Linked DNA regions of Mus musculus: all the other regions are linked to region 3. Evidence: chromatin contacts called from public HiCAR-type and promoter capture Hi-C data. All regions are on one chromosome and are shown on one strand. The core of a region is the stretch at or near the end of the contact, and the rest is flanking DNA. Distances in the headings are between cores, read along the strand shown.

Region 1 (2,784 bases), core at 13-2,512, 590 kb before region 3:
GGTGATATGAGATGTAGGATCCACCCCATAATCAGCATCCAAACGCTGACACCATTGCATACACTAGCAAGATTTTATCGAAAGGACCCAGAGGTAGCTGTCTCTTGTGAGACTATGCCGGGGCCTAGCAAACACAGAAGTGGATGCTCACAGTCAGCTAATGGATGGATCACAGGGCTCCCAATGGAGGAGCTAGAGAAAGTACCCAAGGAGCTAAAGGGATCTGCAACCCTATAGGTGGATCAACATTATGAACTAACCAGTACCCCGGAGCTCTTGACTCTAGCTGCATATGTATCAAAAGATGGCCTAGTCGGCCATCACTGGAAAGAGAGGCCCATTGGACACACAAACTTTATATGCCCCAGAACAGGGGAACGCCAGGGCCAAAAAGGGGGGGTGGGCGGGTAGGGGAGTGGGGGTGGGTGGGTGGGTATGGGGGACTTTTGGTATAGCATTGGAAATGTAAATGAGCTAAATACCTAATAAAAAATGGAAAGAAAAAAATTAAAACAACGCTTCTGCTCTCTAGCAGTCAGGCCAGGAGTGCTTCAGGCCCCACCAATAATCTGTGATGCTTTGTACAAACATTTTGAACATGATTTGTAAATAAGCCACAATGTCTTACCCTAACTGGCCTTTCTCGAGAACGACAGATGGAGCTGCAATGCCATTTTCCAAATCAGGGAAATCTCTGCATCTTACCTATCCAGATAGACCATGACTATCATATGTCATGCACAATGACCCGTGAGGTTAAAGCAATTAACTTTCAAAATTCCATTGTCATAAAAGGAGTCAAGGGTGATTCTTTCTTTTCTTCTGAGGGGGAAAAATGCATCTACTAACACGTTAAAACGAATTCTTGTCTTGGTAAACCATGTTTCATCTCCCTCCCCTGCATAAACTCATTGTTCTGAACATAATTCCTTTTCTTTCTCACCAGTTGATTCATATCAGCTGCCGGGGGCTGGACCTTGCGTCGCAGTTCATTGTGGATGTTGAGGAATGCATCTATAAATTTCGGATCCGTGATAGTTGGCACCCTAGGAAGATCTTTGCCGAATGCCTTGGGCAGTCTGCTGGCTATCAAATACAGAACTAATGTCCATAAAAAATTAAGTTTCTTCTTCAGGGCCATGGAAGGATGTCGTGGATACCCCTAGTGAATGTGCAAGAACAGAGATTACACTTTAAACTGGCTCTGTCTTCCCATTAGCCTGGGGAATGTGTTCAAGGCAGCCAGTGTTGCCATGGAGACTGAAGCATGGCACGTTCTGAGCAGCTAAGCCTTAAATTCTGAGGAAAGCCTGAGGCGCCCTCTGGTGCATGGTTCGAAGTACCCAACTAGCTTTCTGAAGAGCCAACCCAGACTCACTGTGGAGAGTGCTTGGACTGGGAAAAGACTGATTGTGAAAACACTACAGGGTTCTGACAATGGGGCTGGCCTGTGCTAACAGAAGAGTTTGTTGTATGTATTGTCGCAGACGATTTAGTCGCTGCGCTCAGTGAACAGAGGCAGGAGCAATAGGCTCTCTGTAAGTGTGAGTTTGAGGCCAGCCTGATCTTCATAGCAGATTCCAGGCTAGGCAAGAGTTGAGACCCTGTCAGGCTACAGGGAGAGAAATGCAAATAACTTATGAGTTTCTTAGACTCTGTTTTCCATGTCTAGCTTTTAAAAATTTATTTAAAATAAACTGCATCTTATTTTGTCTCTTCCTCCAGATAATGGGAACATGGAAGAGGCAATTGGCGAACTCTGGGGCATCCTGTGGTTTTTCAATTACTCCCTTGTCAAACATCCAGGAATTCCCTTCTCAGTGACTACCTAGGAAAGTAAAAATGCTATAGGCATGTGGAAAATTAGAGCCAAGTAGTTTTCTTCTAGTCAAAATCTTTCTTTGGGATAATTTAGAATCTGTGCCCTGTGCGATGACTAGCAGATTCCAGATCATTTTTATTGTAAGGACTAGGACTATGCACTGAGTATGTTGCTTGCTCACCCTATTGAAAATGAAGTGTAAGTCAACTTCATTTGGTTTAATGCTTTAAATCTGTCAGTTATTCTCTAGTAAACCCCACGTTACCTCTAACGTCTAGTGATATTTTCAGTATTTATAGATGAATATATTTCATACTCAGGTTGTTTAATTTAATGTTTAGGTTATTACAGTGCCATTTAATTCAGGCTAACACATTAAGACCTACCCTGTGTTCTTCCCTAGACAATTTACCACACAAACAAAGCAATCAAAAACTTATTTTGATGAAACTAGTTACCAAATTAAGATATTAAGTAAAAATGAACGAGGAAACACATGAACACAACCAACAAGAACAAATCCAAGTATCCTAACAGAATCGCTACAGAGATAGAAAGGACATGTTGGTGGTCTATTATCAGCTGATGGGGGCTTGCTACGTGTACTGCTGTGGTGTCGCACGCATAGGCAAACTGAGTTTCTTATACTCCATACTCCAATATAAATATAGATATGCACATTCTTACATATCCAGCCAGACATATAGGACCATACCCATTCCTGTGTATATATCTCCACGCCTCATCATTATGTAATCTGACCATAGCTGACACCCAGGTCACATTTGGGTATCCTTTCTTCATTCAGAGGTATCTACCAGGTTGACAAGGGTGCTCCCCAGAGGCATCTATCAGGGTGACTCCTTGCTTAGTCTCTTGTGCTCCTTGCTACCTTCACAGAATGTGCTTTTAAATCTTTCGTCATGTTCCTGCAGTTCCTACCTGAAGGCCCCGTTTTTCTC
Region 2 (3,056 bases), core at 52-2,551, 690 kb before region 3:
CTTAACCGGTGGTGGCACATGCCTCTAATACCAGTAGTCTGAAGGCTGAGAGGCAGGCGAATCCCTGATTTACAGAGTGAGTTCCAGGACATCCAAGGCCACACAGAGAAACCCTGTCTCCAAAACAAAAGAGATAAAACAAACAAACAAACAAAAATCCGACCAACAGTATAATTAGTAATTTTGTATAAATCGTAATAATTATGTAATAGTATATATGTATATAAATTCTGCTTGTTAAATGAAGTCTCTATCTGTCCTCAAAATTTTACATGTTTTTATTTTGACTTTTGGAATGTTAAGCGTACACATGAGGTTCTATCTTCAAAGGAAGGAGCACTCTAACTGTTTTTGCCTAGGAGCTTGGAGCTGGCATGAATGTGCTTCCAAGCCAAAGCCTGGTGGCCTTTGCACTATCTATGTGGCTAGCGACTTTTCTGACACTGCGTCTTCCTCCAGACCCTTATTGTAAATTAATTTTTCTCAGTCAGCCTATGGTGCCCACCCTCATGGACTTTACAAAGAGCTTCAGCATACCCAGGTCTGATCAGTATTTAGCTTACTTATTATTTAGCTTAGTATTTATTTAGTATCTCAACATTTTCGTGTGCTTTGTTGGGGGGGGGAAGGCGGTTACTTTAATCAGCACCAGAATAATTTTCACCAAATTGTGTTGATCAGCAAGAGCTGTTGCTAGGAGGTAGTTACTATTGTTGATTAATGTCTTTGGTGCCTTTAACCACTGAGTCACGAAGGCTTCATTCCCTCCTTGTCTCTTAACAGGGACCACTTCCAACTCCAGCTATTCACTCCTGGTAAGTGTATCCCGAGCTTTGAATTTGTTCATGCAAAGTCAGAACACACATGAAAGGAAAGACATCTGATCCAGTTCATAAACAAGGAAGCGATTAATAAATACAGTTCAGTACTTAAATTCGTGAGGGACAGGGACTGAGTCCACCTTGAGTCCGTGGTGACAATCCACCCAAGGTCTGAAACTGAACACAAAGTCGTTCCTAATTCAATTTAAAGCTTACTTTACAGTACCTGGAGTGCTCCCAAAGGAATCTACTAGCTCCTTTTTCCAGGACTCAGGGCCACACTAGGGAGCAAGGCAAGCTGACTTGACCTAATAGTGTTAGCTCCTTACACCCCAAATCGAAAATAGAAGGACTGGAAGCTGTATAAACCATGGTGATTCCTTCCACCAAGAACTTCCTTCTGAAAGCTTACCCTTGGCAAACTCAGGAGCAGGTCCCAGAAAACACAACAGTCTAGACCAGAGTCTCTGGTTGCTAGGCAACTGGAGTTGGTTCCCTAGGCCTCCTGGCCCTCTCCAACTTCCCCAGTAATAAAAGGGACTTTGACTCCACCTCTGGGCCCGAATCTGTACTCTAATCCTTCCACTCCTCTGGCTGCCTCTACAGTCTGGACAAACACCCCTACACTAGCAGACAAACCCACCTGGAGTCCAAAGGCTTTCTTTCTTTTCTTTCTTTCTTTCTTTTTTTTTTTTTTAAAGTGTAGCCTCCCAGACCAAGAGCTCAAATCTGAGGTGTGATAAACCCTGGCCTGGACTACAGTAGGGGACTCATGCACAGCAGGCTTCTCCTGCACCAGGAGACCAGCAAAACCCGGCAAGGATCACAGTGGATCATTCATTTAGTGGAATTCCTTTGAACATTATTTCACAGAGCAACTACCATTATGTCCAGAGTCCAATTTGATATTCGAGGAGAAAACAACCATAAAAATATCCTGTATCCCAGACTATCACCAATTTTCCCACCAAAATCTTACCTATGTTTGCAACATCTTTGGGTCTCAACTACCTGTCCATAAAGGGACAATGTTAGCTTGAGTAGTTGTACAACTCTACGCCAATAACAATAAGTGGTATCTTTCAATGCAATCTCAGATCTGCAAATATTTTGAGGCTTAAGATTCTAAAATTTTAATATCTTTTGAAAAATCAACTTTCTCCAAAACAGGCACATTTTAAACAGTTTCACATTCAAATTTCAAATATATTTTGTGGGTTTTAAAACTGTAAACTCTTTGCAACCCCATAGGAAGAACTACAATATCAACCAACCAGACACCCCCAAAGCTCCCAAGGACTAAACTACCAACCAAGGAGTACACATGGAGGGGTCCATGGCTCCAGTTGCATATGTAGCAGAGGATGGCCTTGTAAGGCATCAGTGAGAGTGGAGGCCCTTGGTCCAGTGGAGGCTTGATGATTCAATGTAGGGGAAAGCTAGGGCCCTGAGGCGAGAGAGGGTAGGTGGGTCAGTGCAGGAGCACCCTCATAGAGGCAGGAGGAGAGGGTAAGGGATAGGAGGTTTGTGGAGGGGAAATTAAGAAGGGGGGTAACATTTGTAATGTAAATAAATAAAATAACCAAATTTTTTAAAAAAAGGAACTCTGGGGTGGGGACACAGCTCAGGTGCCTGGCATGGTTAAGGAAGATGATTTGACCCCTGACAACTTCAAAAAGTTAATATGATGATCAATCCCAGCACTCAGGAGGTTGAGGCAGGAGGCTGCGAAGTCTAAGATGATTCGCAGCTATGTAATAAGTTGAAGGGCAACAGGCTGAGCTACATGAGACCTTGTCACAAAAGAAAGAAAGAAAAAAAAACATAAAACTTATTAGGACCTGCCTGCTTGCTCCTCTCCCGCAATGCTGGGGTTAGAGGTGAGCATATGTATTATACATGGAGTTGATGGGGGTGCTGGGGATTCAAACTCAGGCTGTAGACTCTCACCCCCTGAGCTGCCTGCATCCACTACATTTTCCTTTGAAGTTTATGTTTTACTTTCAACATTTATTTGCATAGTGTTCCCTGCATTCAGAATATGCTGAGCCCATGGAATCTGCTAATACACCAAAGATTAGAAGTAAGGCACAGAAGCCTGTCTATCGCTGCCTCTTATGTCACAGACAGAATCCAAAATGTTTATTAGGCCTTGCAAATAAGAAACAGTTTCCACGGTGGGTGGGTGGGTGAAGAACGTTAAAACACACGCAGTGTAATAATAGCATGCGTGTT
Region 3 (2,869 bases), core at 91-2,590:
CTCCTCTAATCCAAAGTATTCTTTGGATATTAAGTTTGGGAAGGTGTTTTGATGGCGTCTATTTTCAAAAGTGGTAAACTTTATGTTGGCTCTCCTGAAATTAGAGGTGTTGGGAAAGTCTTTAAAACGTTTCTCATTTTGGAATTTAGAGACAGGAGACAGTCTGAAGTAGTTAGCCCTGGAAGATAGCCTGTATGCCTGGTGCATCCTTTTAGTCTGGGAAGCCCTGCCCTCTGGACAGGACCTGTCTCCGCCCTCCCTCCGATGCCACTCCTGAGATCTTTACAGAAATGTGGCGCACTGAGCTTGGTCAGTATATTATTAATGCCTTGTTCCACCCCATGGTCCTTCCACTTCATCCCTAGTGAGAATTCTGGGGGGAGGGAGGGGGTGCTGCCTGAAGGGAAGAACCACGCTGTTGGTCTATTAAACTCGAACCCCACTCCCCACCCCCAACAAGCCAGCCCTTCTTAGTTTTCGTCTCAGAACCATCTGGAGGTTTAAGGAGACTAGGATTAAGTCTCTCCACACAAATATACCCCGGCCACGTTACCCATCGAAGTTCTAACTGTACCTGTGAGACACAAAACAAGATCTTTTGTTAAAAAAAAAAAAAAAAAAAAATAGCTAGGCTGAACGCTTTGCACGTGTTAACCCCTTATAACCCTGGCGGTGGAGGCTGCTCGCCCCTCCATCCTCCCATCCGCTAGCACAGTTCCCTCCAGGAAGACCCAGGGAGCCGGTGAGACCGTGGCGGGACTGGTACTCGTGGCGACCCCTCCTCCTCCTCCAACTCCGACGGAGGTGTCGGGTGGGCCCCGGCAGGGGTCTCCGGCCGCCCGCGGCGCGGTCCCCACGTGCCCCGGCTCCTGCGCGCCGAGGCCGCGCGGCCTGCACAGCCCCTCCCTGCGGGCGGAACTCGCGCGGCCACCGTTCCTTCCATGTCCCCCATCCCCGCGGCCCGCCTCGCCGGGGTTGCCCTCGCGGTGGGCTCCACCGAGGCAGAGGCGGCCGGGCGACCCAGGGCGCCCCGCGGCGTGGCCTCCTCCTCCTCCTCCGCTCTCCCGCGGCCTCGCCGTCCCGCGCGCCCCGCAGCCGCCGGCGCTCCCCGGGGTCCCTCAGGCCGCATGGCCGCTCCGGAGCGCTCACCCCGCGGCCTCAGCCCGACACCTCGCAGGCCCCCGCCACCCGGCCCTCCCGGCCCCCAGCCGTTACCGTTCCAGGAGGCTCGGACGCGGAGCCGGGCGGCGGGAGCTGCGCAGGCAGTGACTCAGGGCGGCGGCAGCGGCGGCGGCGGGAGGAGCAGGAGGCGGCGCCGCGAGCAGATGGCGCTAAAAAAGACCCGAGAGCCCGCCGCTCGCGCTCATATACAATTAGCGTCAGCACGTAGGGCTGCTCCGACGCCCTCCCCCTGGCCTCGGCGTTGCGTAGCAACGGGAGCGGGAGGCGGGCCTGGGCCTTGTTGCCTGGTTACAGAGCCGTCCTTCTTCCCCGGCACCTTAGGCTTCCCGCCTGTGGCGGTCTTGTGCTCGCCATCTCTTCTCCCTTCTACGCTGCGATGGAAATCCCAATCCCACAGCGACGACCCATAGGTCCCGCTCCTGGTTCTCCTTGCCCGCCTGGGTTAGGGACACAGCCTAGTGGCAGGCTTGCAGTATCCTGGCTAGGATTCCCATCCGCATCCAGACCTAATCCCAGCACGCCTCTCCCCTCTCCCCACCCCCTTCTCCTCTGAAACCATTTTCCCACTCTAGCTGAGAACTAACAACTCTTTTCTTGTGACCACCGCGGCAGCGTCTTCGGCTGGTTTTGCTTCTAACTCGGGGCGCCTCTACGCCTTTTAGGGTGTTCCACATCACGTTTACCTGATACACAACCCTTCATCTCTGCTTTAGTTCATTTGATGGAAGTAAAGAGCGTATTTTTGCGTATTACTGCTTTATAATGAAAATAATCAGCATACCAATTTTTCATCTTCCTGAAAAAGTAAATCAACCCTTAAGCTCATGAAATCTTGCAGCTATTTTTCAGTTGACTACAAATCACCTGTTCTGTTAACTATGTTTGGTGCTTTGGGGTTTTGTTTTTTAGGTAGGGCCACAGTGAGGCCCTGCAGGTATCAGATTTTAAATCTTTCAGAGAGTGGCTATGTGCCACAATTTGAGATCGTCAAATCAAACAGCTGTGCTCCAAGTGTGGTCTTTATGGTGGGAGGTTAATCTGTCTATAATACTAAGGCACTGTCTACATTTTACATTCCCATCCTCCCACAAGCCTTCACTGGAGTCTTCCAGACACTACAAGTCGTGAGATAGGGCAACATTGGAAATACAAACAGACAGACAGGAGAATCTGGTTATCTGTTGTGAAATCAGGCATGGAAGAACTTGGCAAAAAGTAGTATGTGCATACAAAAGGCTATGTGCTAGTATTTTAGTGAAAGAATAACTACTCTTTGAGTCCTTTGGATGTAGCTCATTTGGTAAGAGTGCCTGCCTAAGATGCATGAAGGCCCCAGGTTCAAACCACAGCATCACATAGCCCACACATGGCTTCATTTCTGGAGTTGCACCCCTGCAGAGATAGAGGCACAGGGATAAGGAATTTAGGGTCATAGAGAGTTCCAGGTCAGCGCGGAATATTTAAGGCCCTGTAGCAGAAAAAAAAAAAAAATCACTGTTAATTTCCAACAAGATAACTATCAGTATCTGGAATGCACACAAAGGTCTCTGGGGGAAAGTGGAGTGTGGTGTCACACACCAGTTAAGCCAGAACTCTGGAGATAAAGACAGGAGGATTTTCAACTCTACTGCAGCCTGGCTACGTAGTGAGACCCTATCTTAAAGCTAAGCAAAGCTTTTGGACTTGT

Evidence for each region. Promoter capture Hi-C pulls out the DNA fragments that hold promoters and counts their contacts. HiCAR-type assays count read pairs that join an accessible place to other places.
Region 1: a promoter capture Hi-C map of second pharyngeal arch cranial neural crest shows a contact between it and region 3. The contact joins the promoter of Glipr1l1 here to the promoter of Nap1l1 in region 3. A contact is called at or near these places in 2 of 39 promoter capture datasets (cranial neural crest and second pharyngeal arch cranial neural crest) and 1 of 9 other capture datasets (adipose tissue).
Region 2: a contact with region 3 is called in a HiCAR-type map of astrocytes, with 3 times the contacts expected there. The contact joins the promoter of Caps2 here to the promoter of Nap1l1 in region 3. A contact is called at or near these places in 2 of 39 promoter capture datasets (cranial neural crest and embryonic stem cells), 1 of 115 datasets of contacts at active chromatin or transcription factors (astrocytes) and 1 of 9 other capture datasets (liver).

Annotation. Positions count from the first base shown.
Region 1 is chr10:112,058,667-112,061,450 of GRCm38.p6, reverse strand. It overlaps Glipr1l1 (GLI pathogenesis-related 1 like 1), which reads right to left and starts at 1,262. Exons shown (of 5, transcript NM_027018.1): 1 at 944-1,262. The coding sequence starts at 1,141.
Region 2 is chr10:112,161,866-112,164,921 of GRCm38.p6, reverse strand. Caps2 (calcyphosphine 2) reads right to left here and starts at 1,301. Exons shown (of 18, transcript NM_001310675.1): 1 at 1,234-1,301.
Region 3 is chr10:111,471,698-111,474,566 of GRCm38.p6, reverse strand. It overlaps Nap1l1 (nucleosome assembly protein 1-like 1), which reads right to left and starts at 1,340. Exons shown (of 16, transcript NM_015781.5): 1 at 1,216-1,340.